Linked DNA regions of Mus musculus: regions 2 and 3 are each linked to region 1. Evidence: chromatin contacts called from public HiCAR-type and HiChIP or PLAC-seq data. All regions are on one chromosome and are shown on one strand. Each heading gives the region's core, a stretch centred on a gene start, on an enhancer-like site or on the middle of the called end of the contact. The rest is flanking DNA. Distances are from core to core; before and after follow the strand shown. Region 1 overlaps Cers6 (ceramide synthase 6). Region 2 overlaps Gm36231 (a long non-coding RNA gene). Region 3 overlaps Cers6 (ceramide synthase 6).

Region 1 (5,059 bases), core at 1,701-4,200:
AACTTGTCCCTGGAAGGGACTGATTCTCCCTCTCTCCAAAACCATTAATGTCAGATCAGTGTGAGATAGACCTGTGTCCTCTGCAAAGGGCAGCCAGATGGCAGGACCACTGAAGCCATGGGTCTAGGAGCTGAACATCCACACAGGGAGGGGCTTCCGTTTTAGAATAAAACATATGTTGAGAAGCTGAGAGAGGAAGAGAAGCCCTGGGTGCTGGGTTTTCCTGTGTCGGGTGTCCTGCGTGCACACGAAAGGATGACCATAGTTAAAGAGATCTATGCTGTGTCATGAAGGGTAGATACACTGTGCCCTGGGGGCTTGAGGCTGATATTTCCAGAAAGCTCTTCCAGGCCTGCTCGAGGTCTCACACGCGCCTGTCATTTGCACTCGGGACCTGCTGACCTGTCTACTTGAGCAGAGGTGCTGAGGCTGAGGGAAGTGTGTGCAGGACATAAAGTTCCCCTGGGAATTTTCAGCAAATTGTATAAATAACTTTATCAGAGGTAAAAGCAATAAACAACATTGTACTGACCTTCAAAATAGATTTTATGCTATGCCCACATTTTTAAAACATGCTTATGTATGTACATTTAAAAATAAATCTATTATTTATATCTCTATCACATAGGGAAAAAACAAAAACATGCTATAACTTAAAAACGTTAATGCTGATGAGAATTTAAGTTGTTTTTATTTCCATTCTTTTCTCTGTGTTTTGGGCCTTCTTCAGTGAACATGTATTGTCTGTGTGGTATAAAAACGTAACAACTCACTAAGCTTTTGAAGCTTCCGTTCTATTTTTATATAGTCCGTCTCATTTGATCTTCATTTCTACCCTGTCTCAGTTCATCTTCCATTGTTGCAAAGAGATATAAAGGCTACATGTATAGAAAAGCATTTAATTGGAGGCTTGTTTACCATTTCAGAGGGTGAGTCCACGACAGTCGTGGAGGGAAGCATGGTGGCAGGCAGGCAGGCGTGGTGCTGGAGCAGTAACTAAGAGTTTACTACATGGTCTACAAGTTGGAGGCAGAGAGTATAGGAGGGAGGGACCAGAATATGTAAATCTCCAGGTTTAAGAGAGATGTACAGACTAGACTGGGCCTAGAGTGAGCTTTTGAAACCTCAAATCTCCAGTGACATACCTTCTCCAGCCAAGCCCTGCCTACCTCCTTATGGGACTCAGCCAAGCCCCACCTACCTCCGTATGGGACTCAGCATTCAAATATATGCACAGGACACAGTGACCATTGTAGACTACACAGTCTATTTGTTTGCAGTTTAGGCAATACTGAGCTATGTGACTAGGAAGGTTTTCCAGACTGAGGGCCTGCAGTTACTTACTAAAAAAAAAAAGTAAGACAATATCAGTGGCTGTTGTACTGACTAAGTGCGTTAACATATGTAAATACCACGACAGTGTGTTAGACGTAGGAAGGCCTAACAGGTATTGGCTGCCAGAAACTCATCATCTTCATCCCTGCGTTCCAGAAGTGGTGATCAGGGAGATGAGTCATCAGAAGAGTCTAGGTATACCAAGTGTATAGGGATGGGACATGTACTACCAAATTGATGGCTAACAATGGATGAGAAATGTATTTGAGGACATTGATTCTGATGTCATTGGATGATCCGGCTCTCTGTCTCAATTCAAATCAATCCGTCTCTAGTTATTATGGGTTTGGGGATTTGTGTGAATACCTAGATTTTTTTAACACTATTTTTTTTATATATAAGACAAATAGTTGACATTGTGAGGAAGGATTTGTCCTAGAAACTTGGACCACAGGTTGAAAGATGGGAGGTATACCACAGGGATTCCTCAGGAGCATCCTGCTGAAGTGAAACCTGCCAGTTGAGCCCTGGTCAAGGCATGAAGAGAGTGGCTTTGTAAATACTGAGGCCCAGGGGGTTCCAGGGTAGGTTGTACCAGTTGTTAGCAATGTCTTTCCATAAGTGAGATGGGTGATTTGGTTTGGAGGCACAGCTGTTGAGGTTGGTACATTGCAGGAATACAGCTGAGTGTGACAAGCGGAATATATAAATCTCCAGGTTTAAGAGAGATGTACAGTGTGATGCCTGCTGTTTTAACAATGTTCTAAAGCATGTAAAGTCTATTTCTTTGTTATTTTTTTCCAGACCCCTTGGTTGTGGAATACAAGACACTGCTGGTATAACTACCCTTACCAGGTAAGGAAGCCTGACTTCTGGGCTTTACAGACGAGGGGATATTCCTTTGGTCAGCTGCCTGTTGTCAGGAAGGTCAGGTAGTCACTTATATGTCGATATTGCACCTGGTTGTTATGCCTATCATAACCTAGTGAAGACAGGACTTTGTGCATTCATACTGAGGCGCATAACCAAAGTCTAGTTGCTTTAGCAGATGGAACAAACCTGGAAGGTTCTTTTGTTGAACAAGATGCGGCTGGTTCCTGTTTCTCAGTACAGAGGGAAGTCTGAAGGCTGCTGGCAGTGCAGGCTTACCCCCACAGCAGATGTGAACATTCAAGTGCGTGCGGTGCTGGAGCTGGCCCGCTGAGTTCTGTTGACTTTGTAGCTTAGAAGTGGCCTCTAAAGACGTAAATCACCACGGACTACTTCTCCAAATGCAGAAAAAATACACTAATGCCATCATCACACATGGCTGAATTGTTTCAGTGAGGAAAACAGTAGACACCATCTTTGAAATTAAGTCATAGCCCTGAAAAGGGAGTGTTTTCCGTCTCTGCCCTTGCTATTCTTTCGCATCTTCTTATGAGTTCATTACTATTAGCACAAGTCTTTGCTATCCCTAAATCGATTGGTAATGGAATATCAATGGTGGGACCAGGAATTTTCTAGGTACTCGGGACATGTCCTGTAAGGGAAGCAAATGGAACCAGGCATTGTACTGAACACCTTCAGGTACATGTGGACTTCTGTGCACATAAGGCCTTTCTATACCTTCCCTGTTCTCCACATAGCTGCAATGGGTGGAGGCTGACACTAGGTACTCCTTCTAGGCTAAGGGTGACTTGAAATAGAACTCTACTTTGCATTTGAATCCCTTAATTTATTTAGATTGGGAATGAATTTACATAATCAGCATGACACAGTTAGAAAAAGCTGAGAATTCCTAAGACTGTGGCATGGAGGACAGAAACCAGCCGGTTACCTTACCGGTTGTCTTTAGCCCAACTGGACTTTACTATCCACACCTATCTACATTTCTACTTGAAAAGGCTTCTAGGAACTTTAACTGGAAAGTTGGCATGCCATCCACTGCAGTGCCCCACATTTCAAAGGTAAATTTTGTAACATGAAAGACATTGTGATCAGTGTCATATAAAACGTACCACTTAACCTTGTTTCTAACTGTAAATGTAGCCGAAATAACTCTTGCATTCTGCCTGTAGCTGAGAAGTTGCTTGGTTTCAGATGAATGCTAGGACAGTAGCCCAGAATGTCGCTGTGGGCTGTTTTACAGAAAGCACAAGAGTCTGAGGGGCTAGGAGATAAGGTTATATTTAAAAGTGGAAACACCACTAGGATGGAAAGGAAGATGCCCCATCTGTGTGGATTCGGTTAAGAATGGCCTTGTGTTCGTAAGGTATCATAGTCCAGTACTGAGTAATTCTGCCCAGTGCTCCCCAAAGTGAAGAGAAACTCATGATCTCTGGCAACAGTAGTTAGCCGTGCCAAGAGCCATATGCTAATAAAATTAATGACTTTCTTTGTGTAGGGGGCATAGGAAATGAAATAGCATGTATGCAAGTATAATACTTTGTATAAGTCATATGTATATAAATACATACAGCAGATTATAGTCCAGAGTCTGTCTCAAACCTTCAGTGCACTTTTAAATATTGAACAAGCTCATGAAATTATTCATTATTCATTATGTCTTTAACACATATATTATATAAGTAACCGGATAGATTTCTAGGTGAAAAAATAGTAGTGCACTTCAATTTTAAACATTCCCTCTTTTATATGAGAGTGTCCATTCGTTACACATGTAAGAGTTCCATATGGGTGTGTATTTTAAGGATAAAAGTAAGACAGGCTTATATGCAGTTGACTCTTGCACAGCTCGTTACAAGGGGCATGCGTACACGAGGCAGGAGAAGTCTAATGCAGGGATCAGGGCCTCAATAGCTCTGAGACCTGGATGTAAACTTTTAACCTGAGTTAATTGATAGCAATTTTCTGTCAGCTGTATAATCTAGATGAAAAACGAGAGTAGTAATTTTACAGATTTCATATGCTCAGAGTGAGTCATGGGAGTGTTTCGCCAACTGCAGAGCGGCTGGCGAGTGCTGATTACTGCCATGCTCCCGCAGGAACTCTGCCCTTCCCATCGTGATCTGACTTGTCCTGTGACCCCCTCCGAGGCACATTCCCAGATGAGGATGCCAGAAGTCAGAAAATCTCATCAATACCAAATCTGACCTCAGCTCCAGCCAGGGCCATTTTCCCAGACTGCATTGCTGATAGCATTTGCCTAAATACCTTGCTAATGTCTTTCAGTCTTAAAGAGACATGTCAGTGGGAAGTAGATCTCTTTCAAGGTACCACTGGGCACTGATGCTTCCTTCACTGGGCCACAGGATTCCGCAGGAAGACCTTGTGAGGTCCTTCATGAGAGTTCCCCCTCTCATGGCCTCCCTCCTGCCCAGCTGTCCTCCAATCTGCACATTCCATCACAGGGACTATGCAGTTTACCACATGGCTTTGTAGAGACACCAGCTTTCAGTCTATAGCAATTTTCCTTGTCACTTAGAGTTTAAAACTGCTGATCTAACGTCTAAGCCTAAAGTACCTCGTCAGAAATATGAGAGAGACATAGTTTCCTTGATGCCTGTCCTGAGTGAGTAAGGGCCATCTTGTGATAGCTATCCATTGCATTGTGATTGGCAGATGGTGCGTATAACATTAATTTCCTTTACAGTATGGAGTCTTGCCTTCTGAACAGTAGTCTAAATGTATTTGAAGAGCTTTAGAGTTTTGTTTTAGTTCTTTGAGTAAACCAAGACACTTCATTATAGCTCAATAAATATAACCAAGAGTAGCTCATCAA
Region 2 (5,059 bases), core at 763-3,262, 220 kb before region 1:
TGCTCCTCCGATTTTAAAGCCAAGCAATGTGCCTAGCACTGTGCTGCTGTGTAAGTAGGTGAAGGGAAGAAACAACGCAGTTCACATCCTATAAACCCTGGTCTAAAGCCACAGGACTGCTGCCGCTGCCCACCAGCTATGTGAATCTCACGGTGCTGTGCAAGCTATGTCCTAAGTGTGACAGCCACATTTTCCCTGTTCTGTGGCTGAGGCCAACACAGCATTCACCTGCCTACTTGGAGCTTCAGTCTTTCGTTGCTCTTTCTGGGTTGTTTTGTTTTGTAATGAGAGGCTGATCTGACCTTTGCTTTACCCCCCCTTGAACAAAAGCCCTTAAAACATGACAGACATCTAAATTGACGTGTAAATACATGATTGCTTCTTTCTCGGTATAGAAAAGAAAAACAAAACATTTCCCTGGTAACCAGGTTGCTATACTCTCACAGGAAGCTCAGCTTTATTAAAAGCTAAAATCTGTCTTTTTCTTCTTAAAGGAGCCAGACAATGACCTTCCCCCGGAGCAATTAAAAGATGTTTTCAAAGTTGTTTTTTAAACCGTTCAAATGTGCTTTCTCTCATGCCTGTCTTTACGTGGACGGACATGTGCCAAGCCAGTGACATTGTAAGCGTATATGGAAGGGGAAAGCGGTGACAATTGTTAAGGGCCTCCTGCAATAGACATTCTTTTAATGGTGTAAAATGTTATGACCTCTCATTTTAATCTTTACAAGAACCTCACACAGTGAGTACCTTTATTATCTGTATGCTCTACATGACGACGCCAAGGCTTAAAGAGGGGAAGGAGCCTGAGAGCAAGCTGAGCAATGGAGCAAAGATTCATGCCTGAAGGTGCTAGGACACGGGCTTGGGTCTGTGTGGCTTTGTGTTCCATTCACCTTAAGGCTTCCTATGTTTTGGGGAAAGTCTTTGCCTTGTGTCCTGTGGAAGTAGATTCTAATGGACTCGTGCTAATCATGTTGGGGTGGTTTGAAAGGAAGTTTGAATGTCAGGAATCTATCTTGCATGTGCCTCTAATGTTAAGACCTAGATAAGAAAGAGGCCTTGTGGAGCTGAGACATTTAAGTTCATTGGGCTCTAATGCATACCTTTGGAGTTGTATGCTAAAGACTTGGAAAGGTCATTGTAACTATCTTAGCTGCTTCTCTAGTGTAAGTTCTATCAGACAGTCACTGACTACTGACTGTGAGCCAAAGCACTGTGCTGGGAGCAGTGGCCAGGAAATGACACCGGAAACAAGGACACAGCAGCCACCAACGTTTATTCAATGCACATGCATTGCATGGGCTATTTATGAGCTAGTTATTTATTTGGTACTAGGAACATACAATTACACTGGGTCTTTCTTCTTCTTCTTCTTCTTTTTTTTTTTTTTTTCGAGACAGGGTTTCTCTGTGTAGCCCTGGCTGTCTTGGAACTCTGTAGACCAAGCTGGCCTCAGAAATTCGCCTGCCTCTGCCTCCCAAGTGCTGGGATTAAAGGCGTGCGCCACCACGCCTGGCTACACTGGGTCTTTCTTATTTTAAAATATTTTCCAGATGGAAGAGGAAGAGAACAAACGCATGTCTCAATAAAACATGGTAGTACTGAAACAGAAGTGTATTTTAGGTATTATGGCTTCAGAGGATGCCTTAGGGCAGCGCCTCTCAACCTGTGGGTCATCACCTCTTTCACAGGGTTTATGCTACCTCTGGTTGATATCCCTGAGAGATCTCTTTTCTGAAGAGGAACTTAGGGAGGATGTGGGGGAGGGGACACTGGGAGGAGGGGAGGGAGGGGAGCCTGTGGTCAGGATGTATTGTATAAGAGAAGAATAAATCTTTTAAAAAGACCCAAGACCATAGGAAAACAGATATTTACATTAATTTATAACTGTAGTAAAATTAGCCACAAAATACTTTTATGGTTGGGGGAGGGGTCACCAGAACATAAGGAACTGTATTAAAGGGTGACAGCATTAGGGAGGTTGAGAAAGGGAGGGTAAAAAATTTCCTCAATCTTGAAAAAGGAAGACAGGTCTCAGTGTTTATATGAAGATCAGTTGAAAAGGGCTTTAGTGATGCCCAGGCTGGAATATTTCCTAGGTTGGTAATGAATTGGGCTGTGGTAAGATTCACCCCTGCCTTTAGTTTTTGGCCTCTCAAGGGTCTCCACACTAGTGAACTTGGACCCCCAGCCCTGCACTGGTCCCTCCTGTTAACAGTCTAGCTCTCATTACTTCCTCTTTCTAGCTCTGGTTACTTCCCCTCCTGCCTATTCCTCCACACACCCCTACTCACACCGCACTGGTCTTCTCGTCCCTCAAGGCCTGATCAGATCCAACTTCTCGTCTGAAGCCTCCAAGCCCACGCCTCCTCCTTAGAGTGGGGACGCTGCTCCCTGACCCCACCATGCTTCACTTCTGTGGGAAGATTTAGCTAGGTCCTCTCTGCGCCTATCTTTCCATTCAGGCTAATCAAGATCAGGGACTTAACCTAGGCTGCAATGAGGCAGAGCCTGCCTCCCTCCTGCTGTGGAAGCTGAAGGTGGGGCTTTTCTCTGCTTCCCGGAAGACAGAGGTTGGGAAAGACACAACAGCAGGGCTGTACCAATCATGTGAATTTACAAACTGCCATCTTTACATTTCTCCTTTCCAATACAATTAGGGACTGATATTCCATTAGGAAAGGAGTGGGGGAATTACTTGAATTTCATCTCAGGAGAGTCCTGGTGGCAGTCTAAACTAATTGGCATTTAGAGACCCACAGTTAAACATTAGGAGGAGCTTGGGGAAATTCTGCGGGGGGGGGGGGGTAATGGGGGGGTTGGAATTGAGGAGCCAGTGGGATAAGACACCAGGAGAACAGGGTCCACAGAATTAACTAAGTAGGGCTTATAGGGGCTCACAGAGACTGATGTAGCTATCACGGAGCACATATGCTGTGGTTGTTTAGCTTGGAGGGTTTTGTTGGACTTCTAACAATGGGGGAGTGTCTCGATTCCTTTGCCCACTCTTAGGACTCTTTCCCTCCTACTAGTTTGCCTAGCCCAGGCTTGACAGGAGAGTTTGTGCCTGGTCTTATTGCATCTTGTTATGTCATGTCCTGTTGATATTCCCAAGAGGTTCTCTTTTCTGAAGAAAAGTGAAGTTGTGTGTGTGTGTGTGTGTGTGTGTGTGTGTGTGTGTGTGTGTGTGTGTGTGATGCACTGGGAGGAGGAGAGGGAGGGCAGTCCATGGTCAGGATACATTGTCACTTTCAATAAATACACAATGACTGTGTATTTGTGGGGTACAGCGTGACAGTTGAATTCATCACTCATCTTGTATGACAATAAAACTATGGGCTCAGCATATTCATCACCCTTAGCATTCTGTTGTGATATGGATATTCAGTCCTCAGTTCTGTGCTCTTGGACTATACACTGCACTGTTGTCGCCCGTGGAATTCACAGGAAAAAACACACATGCTCCATATTGTATTTCACTCATGGCCTTGGATGGTGGCTGTCTTAGCACTAGGTGTTTTTGCTGGAGGCTCAACAAGGCTGAAGGGAACATGCCTTTCAAACTGTAGAACCACCAACTGAAGGTATTTGGTAAACACTTAAATTTTTTTAAGGGAGATTTAAATTTTTTAAAGATTATTTTTATTTTTATTTTTATGTGGACGCGTGTACTGCCTACATGTACAACAGGTGTGCCTGGCACCTGCAGAGACCAGAAGAGGACATCTAATTTCCTGGGACTGGGGTGACAGGTGGTTATGGGCTACCTGGTGGGTGCTAGGGACTGAAATCCCATTCTCTGCAAGAGTAGCGAATGCTCTTAACCACTGAGCCACCCTCTATCCCTAGAAGCCTCACTTTTTTTTTAAACTTTACAAATTGGATATTTTCTTTATTCAAATGTTATCCCCTTTCCAAGTTCCCTACCCTGCTTCTATGAGGGTGCTCCCCCACCCAGCCACCCACTCCTGCCTCACTAACCTAGCATTCCTCTACACTGGGGCTTCAAGCCTTCACAGGACCAAGAGCCTCTCCTACCATTGATGCCAGATAAGGCCTCTTCAGCTCCTTCAGTCCTCCATTGGGATCCCTGTGCTCAGTCCAATTGATTATTTTGTCCCCCCTTCTAAATAGGACTGAAGCATCCACTCTTTGGTCTTCCTTCCTCTTGAGCTTCTTGTGGTCCATGAGTTGTGACATGGGTATTCCATGCTCTTTGCCTAATATCCACTTATCAGTGAGTACATGCCATGTGTGTTCTTTTGTGGCTGAAAATATCATCAGGATGATATTTTCTAGATCCATCCATTTGCTTGGGAATTTCATAAAGCCGTTGTTTTTAATAGCTGAGTAGTAGTCCATTGTGTAAATGAAGCACATTTTCTGTATCCATGCCTCTGTTGAGGGACATCTGGGTTGTTTCCAGCTTCTGGCTATTATAAATATGGCTGCTATGAACATAGTGGAGCATGTGTCCTCATTACATGTTGGAGCATCCTCTGGGTGTATGTCCAGGAGTGGTATAGCTGGGCCCTCAGGTAATACTATGTCCAATTTTCTGAGGAACTGTCAGACTGATTTCCAGAGTGCTTGTACCAGCTTGCAATCCCACCAGCAATGGAGGAGTTCATCTTTCTCCACATCCTTGCCAGCATCTGCTGTCACCTGAGTTTTTGATCTTAGCCATTCTGATTGGTGTGAGGTGGAATCTCAGGGTCGTTTTGATTTGCATTTCCCTGATGATTAAGGATGATGAACATTTCTTTAAGTGCATCTCAGCCATTCAAGTTTCCTCAGCTGAAAATTCTCTGTTTAGCTCTGTTTCCCATTTTTTAAATAGGGTTATTTGGTTCTCTGGAGTCTAACTTCTTGAGTTCTTTGTATGTATTGGATATTAGCCCTCTATTGGATGTAGGCTTGGTAAAGATCTTTTCCCAGTCTGTTGGTTGCCGTTTTGTCCTATTGACAGTGTCTTATGCCCTACAGAAGAAGCTTTGCAATTTTATGAGGTCCCATTTGTCAATTCTTGATCTTAGAGCAGAAACCCTTAGTGTTC
Region 3 (5,059 bases), core at 1,296-3,795, 160 kb before region 1:
CACACACATAGACACACACACACATGCACACGTACATCAACAATAAAAGAGTGGTGCTTCTAGCTCAGGGACAGCCAGCTGACTTTGCACCTGGCTTTTTCGCCCAGGATTTTAATTTCTGGTCAGATCCGATCGGCTGATGTTGATTGTTGTTTTGAGGTATGACCCTTGTGTGAAGTGAGTAATTTCTGGGTGAGTGCTCACCCATCTTCATTGGCTCCATTGGTGTCTGAACATGGTCTTTAGAAAATCACTGGACTCTCTGCCTTCTATAGTTTTATCTTCTGATCCTACAACTCATTTTGGTTTTGGGTTTAGTGAAGAAAGAAAGCCTTAAAACTGTCATGTGTCTTTAATAAGAGTAACGTTGAAGCTGTGGCCAAGTTAATGATCCTTCAAGTATAGGTTTATTTATTGGCCCAATAATATTAAGTCATTTATGCATCAATACAAACATCTTTTTTGGATCTTGATGAATGTGAAACAGTATCTGTTTTGACTAGTTTTATATCACCTTGATAACAAGCTATAGTTTCCAGAGATGAGGGAGCCTCAATTGAAAAGATGCCTCCTAAAGATAGAGCTGTAGGCAAGCTAATGGTGCATTTCCTTCCATTATGAGTGGGGCTACCGCAACTGCTGTCTGGCTTCTAAACGAAAGCAAACTGAGCAAGCCATGGGGAGCAAGCCACTAAGCAGCATCCTTTATAGCCTCTGCATCAGCTCTTGCCTCCAGAATTCTGCCCCATTCATGTCCTGACTTCTTCAATGATGAACAGTGATACGGAAGTGTGAACCAAATAGACCCTTTCCTCTACAACTTGGCTCTGGTCATAGTATTTCATCACAGTAATAGCAACCCTAACTAAGACAGTACTCACACCAGTTTTGACTTTATTTCCCTTTAGAAAAATGAGAGGATGTTGTAAAGCTTAGGCTGATGTTTTAAGTAAGTGTAGAGAAACCTTCACAAACACTGTTTAGAGACCCCCCCAAATTATCTTCATTAGATATGATTTTAGTCTGTCTTCCAAAGTTTAATATGTTAAAATTTAATCTTCAGAGTAAGGCAATCGAGAGTTATGGAGACGGGGATTTGAATATGGTGTCATTTGGCAGAGCTGCTGTATGAGTGATTTCAGTTGGATAAGGTCATCAGAATAGAATTGCAGTGATTGAATCTTTGTGGTTTTACAGAAGGTAGGGAAACGAAGAGACATACCGTGAATCTATTCTGTCTATGCTTTGTGCTGCAGTGTACTGCTTTGAGACTTGTAGCAGATTGATCATCAACAGATTGGAGCCCTTGACTTTAGACTGTATTTATGAGCCAAAATAAATGTGTTTTGTTTATAAGTTACCCAGCTCCAAGCATTTCACTGAAGTAACAGAAAATGAAATAGGATAGAAGTCTCAGAAACTCGGGTCGCATGAATAATTTTTATTGGTAGACTTCTTGGTTGAAGTACAAGGGTAGAAATACATTACAGCTTTCCACCTTGAATCATAATATTACAAGTACATATTTGAATGAGGTTTTACATTTAGATGTGGAGAATATCAAGTGGTGATTGCTGTTAGAGTTGAGTGAGGAACTACAACAGCTTATTTTGGATTTATCCTGACTTGAGATGAATTAAAACAGACGTTCGTTTCTCATTTGCTCACCGGATCTAAGCAGTCAGTTACGGTGGACTAAATGGATGGATTTGGATGTCATGGTTGTGGGGACCACTTACAAACATACGTGAGTAAACCAGAGGAATCAGTGGAGCCATTAGCTCCTGTGGCTTCCCCTGATGCATCTGCTCAGACTCAGAACCCCCGCTATGGGCTGTACCCTCCTCAGGGTACCAACCAGCCTTCTTGAATCCGCATGGTACACGTTGTGCCTTTCTCTTCTCAAACGGTGAGTCATACCGTGAGTGGTCCTCCTTCTGTTCTCAAGTCGTACATAATTCATGCAAAAATATGATCTCAGCTGTGTCAACTTCAAAGGGAGGCAGCCAGGCATGTGTCTGGAAGGATTTGCTCAGGGACCAGTTCTGTCTCTCATTTTACAACTGGAGACTCTATCTTTGATCATGTCAGTAGCAAGGAGCTGAAGGCAGCTTTTCAGTTTCCAGCCATATTAAAGTCTTCTGCTCCCCCCTCCTTCTTGAATTTAAGGAGGTTCTTCGGGATGAAGGCTGAGAACATTTGACATAAATTATCTGGCTTATATTTGTAAGATAATCTTCAAAAAAAAAGTAATATGTGTGAAGATTGAGATAGCTGCTAATGAAAGACCAACCACCTACTAAGTCTTCTGATGTCTTACTCGGTGGTAAGTTTGGTCCTAACTGAATAGAGAATGGAGTTGTGTCTGCTGCATGAACAGTCTGTACAGTGTGCCCCCCCACAAGGTGGGGGCGGGCAGAGGAAAGCAAAAATGGGTTAAAAAGTGTCCAGCACACCTAGAACACTCACAGTGGTAGTGGGGGTAACTGAGTCATGACCGTGGCCAGCATCTATTTCAGTTTGGCATTCATAGAAAATGTTGTGGTCTGCCACATGGAAACTTGTGAAGTATGCCCTGCTTTTCCTTGTGATTGAGAGATGTACACATACAGAAGTACAATGGTCCAACCAAGGTCTTTTTATGAAGACCACTCAGGACACAAGCTTGGTGCAAAGAGTAGAAACCTTCCTACTTATTGACTGGTGGGATGGGGATGCTGAGAGACAGTTTCTCCTAAGAGGAAGACATTTTCTTGCTTTAAACTGGGAACGCAGACTGGGTTTGGTATTGGCACCGAACTTGACTCTTTTTCTCCAGCTCAGAGGAACACTTGGAGGTCTGACCCCTTACACTGTACGGAGATGGAGTCAAAAGACAATTCTGTGCTCATCTTCATCTGAGCATAGAAGACCCTGGGGTCTTTTAACTTTGAGAAAGGAAGTTTTCATATTTATGGACCTCTAGCACAGTGACTTTCCAGCTGTCTGGCCATCAAAATTGCCTGAAGGGACTTTAGAAGAGGGCCCACACCCACCTCAGGAATTCCTGATGCAGCTTGGATCAGGGATGCATTCCTAACAAGTTCTCTGGGAATACTGATGCTTCTGGCCTGGGACCAACTTCAGGATTCATTATATTCAAAATACTGTACAATACATTCAGAGCTAAAAGGGAGGTGATAAGCTATGTCTCCGCTGGTAAAATGAGCCAGTTCAAGCGAAATTAGATCATACTAAATGCAGGTTTAATGGGAAGCTGCTTTTGGGCAAGTTCACTGGCCCCAAGGACTGAGGCCAGGGAAGTCAGTCGCCATGGAGAGGTGGTGGTGGGGTGTGGAGGGGGAGAGTAGAGGGAAGAGAAAGAGAAAGGGCAGGGCACATTCACAGAGAGAGACAGGAGGAGAAGGGGAGAGAGAGTGTGAGAGACCAAAAACATCTGGATTAAATAGGGAAGAGCCTCTGGGGGAAGGGCAGCCCAGGCCCTGGGTTGGAAAGTTCAGGTTGGGGGCAGGGTATGCCAGGCAGGGACTGAGGGATCCTGGGAGAACCTGGAGGCAGGTCTGCTTTGGCATGTAAAGTTCAGCCCCTTGTCCTGGGCTCTGAAACCAAACCGGAGGCCTGCCTACCTTTTAGCTTATGAGAAGAAAGTGCCACATATTGAGGTCAAGAGCTAAGTACTCCTAGGAAAAAGGTAACATTCACTAAATCACAGAGGAAGAAGCAGCTGTCAGAGTTGACAAAGGACCATATATCTTCTGCACCTGAGGCGCTTCTCCACAGTTTCTGGATATGTCTAACTACTTCTTGATGGCTGTGCTCTTTTGTTTTGTTTTGTTTTGTCAACTTAATGCAAGCTAGAGTCCTAGGGGGAGAGGGAACCCCAATTGAGAAAAATGCTTCTATCAGATTGGCTTGTTGCAAGTCTATGAGGAGGATGTTTTCTTGACTAATGGTTGGCAGAGGAGGATGAAGCTCACTGTGGATGATGTCACACTGGGCGGATGGTCCTGGGATGTGTAAGAAAGCTGGGTGAGCAAGCCACGAAGAGCAAGCCAGTAAAGCAGCGCTCCATCATGGTCTCTGCAGGCGTTCCTACCTCTAGGTTCCTGTGGAGCTTGAGTTCCTGCCTTGCTTCCTTCATAATGACTACAAGCTCCAAACTGAAATAAACCTGCCCAGGGTGCTTGCAGTCATGGTGTTTTACCACCGCAATAGAAAAACAAACCAGACCAGAGGCATTGGAAGGGAGAATGAATTGAGTTATTCTCAAGTCTGCAAGATGGCTGGGCAGGTAACAGTGCTGAGCTGTGGCGTGTGTGCTCTGTCTTATGCACCCACAGACACGCAGTGTGCTCATACACACAGCAATAATTTTAAAAGAATGTATATAATCATAATTAATGCTCAAGATAATTATGTATATTATTTGAGATAAGAACAGGTACTTAAGTATCTACTTACATTTCTCATATTAGAGGTCTTGATACACTGGCATTTAAGTCTTGATACACTGGCATTTCCTACCCTACGAATAGTCATCCAGTTTGAAGGGTGTGGGAGGAGGTCTATTTCTAGAGATAAACCTTTGGGGCTGGAATCGCATTTCCTTGTCTCACAAGGACTAGAGTTTACCTTTGATTTTTATTTGAAGGTTCTTTTTTTTCTTTCTTTCTTTCTTTCTTTCTTTCTTTCTTTCTTTCTTTCTTTCTTTCTTTCTTTGTCTTGTTTATTGTGGTAATTGATTTATTTATTCATTTTCCGAATCATTGGCTGGCCTGGAACTGGATATGACTTCCAGGGTGATCTTGAGTTTGTGACAATCCTTCTGCCTCAGACTTGGGGTTGAGAGTTGGGGTTACATATAGATAGGCACAGCGACACATACATACTCTTAATTTTTGTTTATTATTATTTATTTTGAGACAGTTTCTCTCTGTATAGTCCAAGTTGGTCTTGAACTTGTGATCCTTCCGCCTCGGCCTTAACAGTAGTTATAGCTACTCCAGAACATCCAGCTGGAATAATGCACTTTAGTTATGAAAAAAGAAGACAAGTAGTG

Evidence for each region. HiCAR-type assays count read pairs that join an accessible place to other places. HiChIP or PLAC-seq counts read pairs in DNA pulled down with a chosen protein or histone mark.
Region 2: a contact with region 1 is called in an H3K27ac HiChIP or PLAC-seq map of embryonic stem cells, with 31 read pairs. The contact joins two enhancer-like sites. A contact is called at or near these places in 8 of 484 Hi-C or Micro-C datasets (CD4 T cells, the HPC-7 cell line, bone marrow-derived macrophages and 4 more) and 10 of 115 datasets of contacts at active chromatin or transcription factors (double positive thymocytes and embryonic stem cells).
Region 3: a HiCAR-type map of embryonic stem cells shows a contact between it and region 1, with 4 times the contacts expected there. The contact joins two enhancer-like sites. A contact is called at or near these places in 2 of 15 datasets of contacts at CTCF or cohesin (the G1E-ER4 cell line and the NIH/3T3 cell line), 10 of 484 Hi-C or Micro-C datasets (embryonic stem cells, granulocyte-monocyte progenitors, granulosa cells and 3 more) and 9 of 115 datasets of contacts at active chromatin or transcription factors (CD8 T cells, bone marrow-derived macrophages, embryonic stem cells and 1 more).

Annotation. Positions count from the first base shown.
Region 1 is chr2:69,045,006-69,050,064 of GRCm38.p6, forward strand. It overlaps Cers6 (ceramide synthase 6), which reads left to right. Exons shown (of 10, transcript NM_172856.4): 5 at 2,140-2,190. Among named protein-coding and RNA genes, the nearest start is that of Gm52515, 79 kb to the left of the region's middle. Within about 2 kb of position 2,951, at least 13 of the 459 cell types and tissues checked have an H3K27ac peak or open chromatin away from gene starts, as enhancers often do. A contact at or near this core is called in embryonic stem cells, where this site is marked.
Region 2 is chr2:68,823,284-68,828,342 of GRCm38.p6, forward strand. The region is part of intron 3 of Gm36231 (a long non-coding RNA gene); the gene reads right to left. Gm36174 (a long non-coding RNA gene) reads left to right here. Exons shown (of 3, transcript XR_374615.1): 2 at 1-50; 3 at 495-555. Among named protein-coding and RNA genes, the nearest start is that of Gm36174, 3.4 kb to the left of the region's middle. Within about 2 kb of position 2,013, at least 87 of the 459 cell types and tissues checked have an H3K27ac peak or open chromatin away from gene starts, as enhancers often do. A contact at or near this core is called in embryonic stem cells, where this site is marked.
Region 3 is chr2:68,882,871-68,887,929 of GRCm38.p6, forward strand. The region is part of intron 1 of Cers6 (ceramide synthase 6); the gene reads left to right. Among named protein-coding and RNA genes, the nearest start is that of Cers6, 24 kb to the left of the region's middle. Within about 2 kb of position 2,546, at least 86 of the 459 cell types and tissues checked have an H3K27ac peak or open chromatin away from gene starts, as enhancers often do. A contact at or near this core is called in embryonic stem cells, where this site is marked.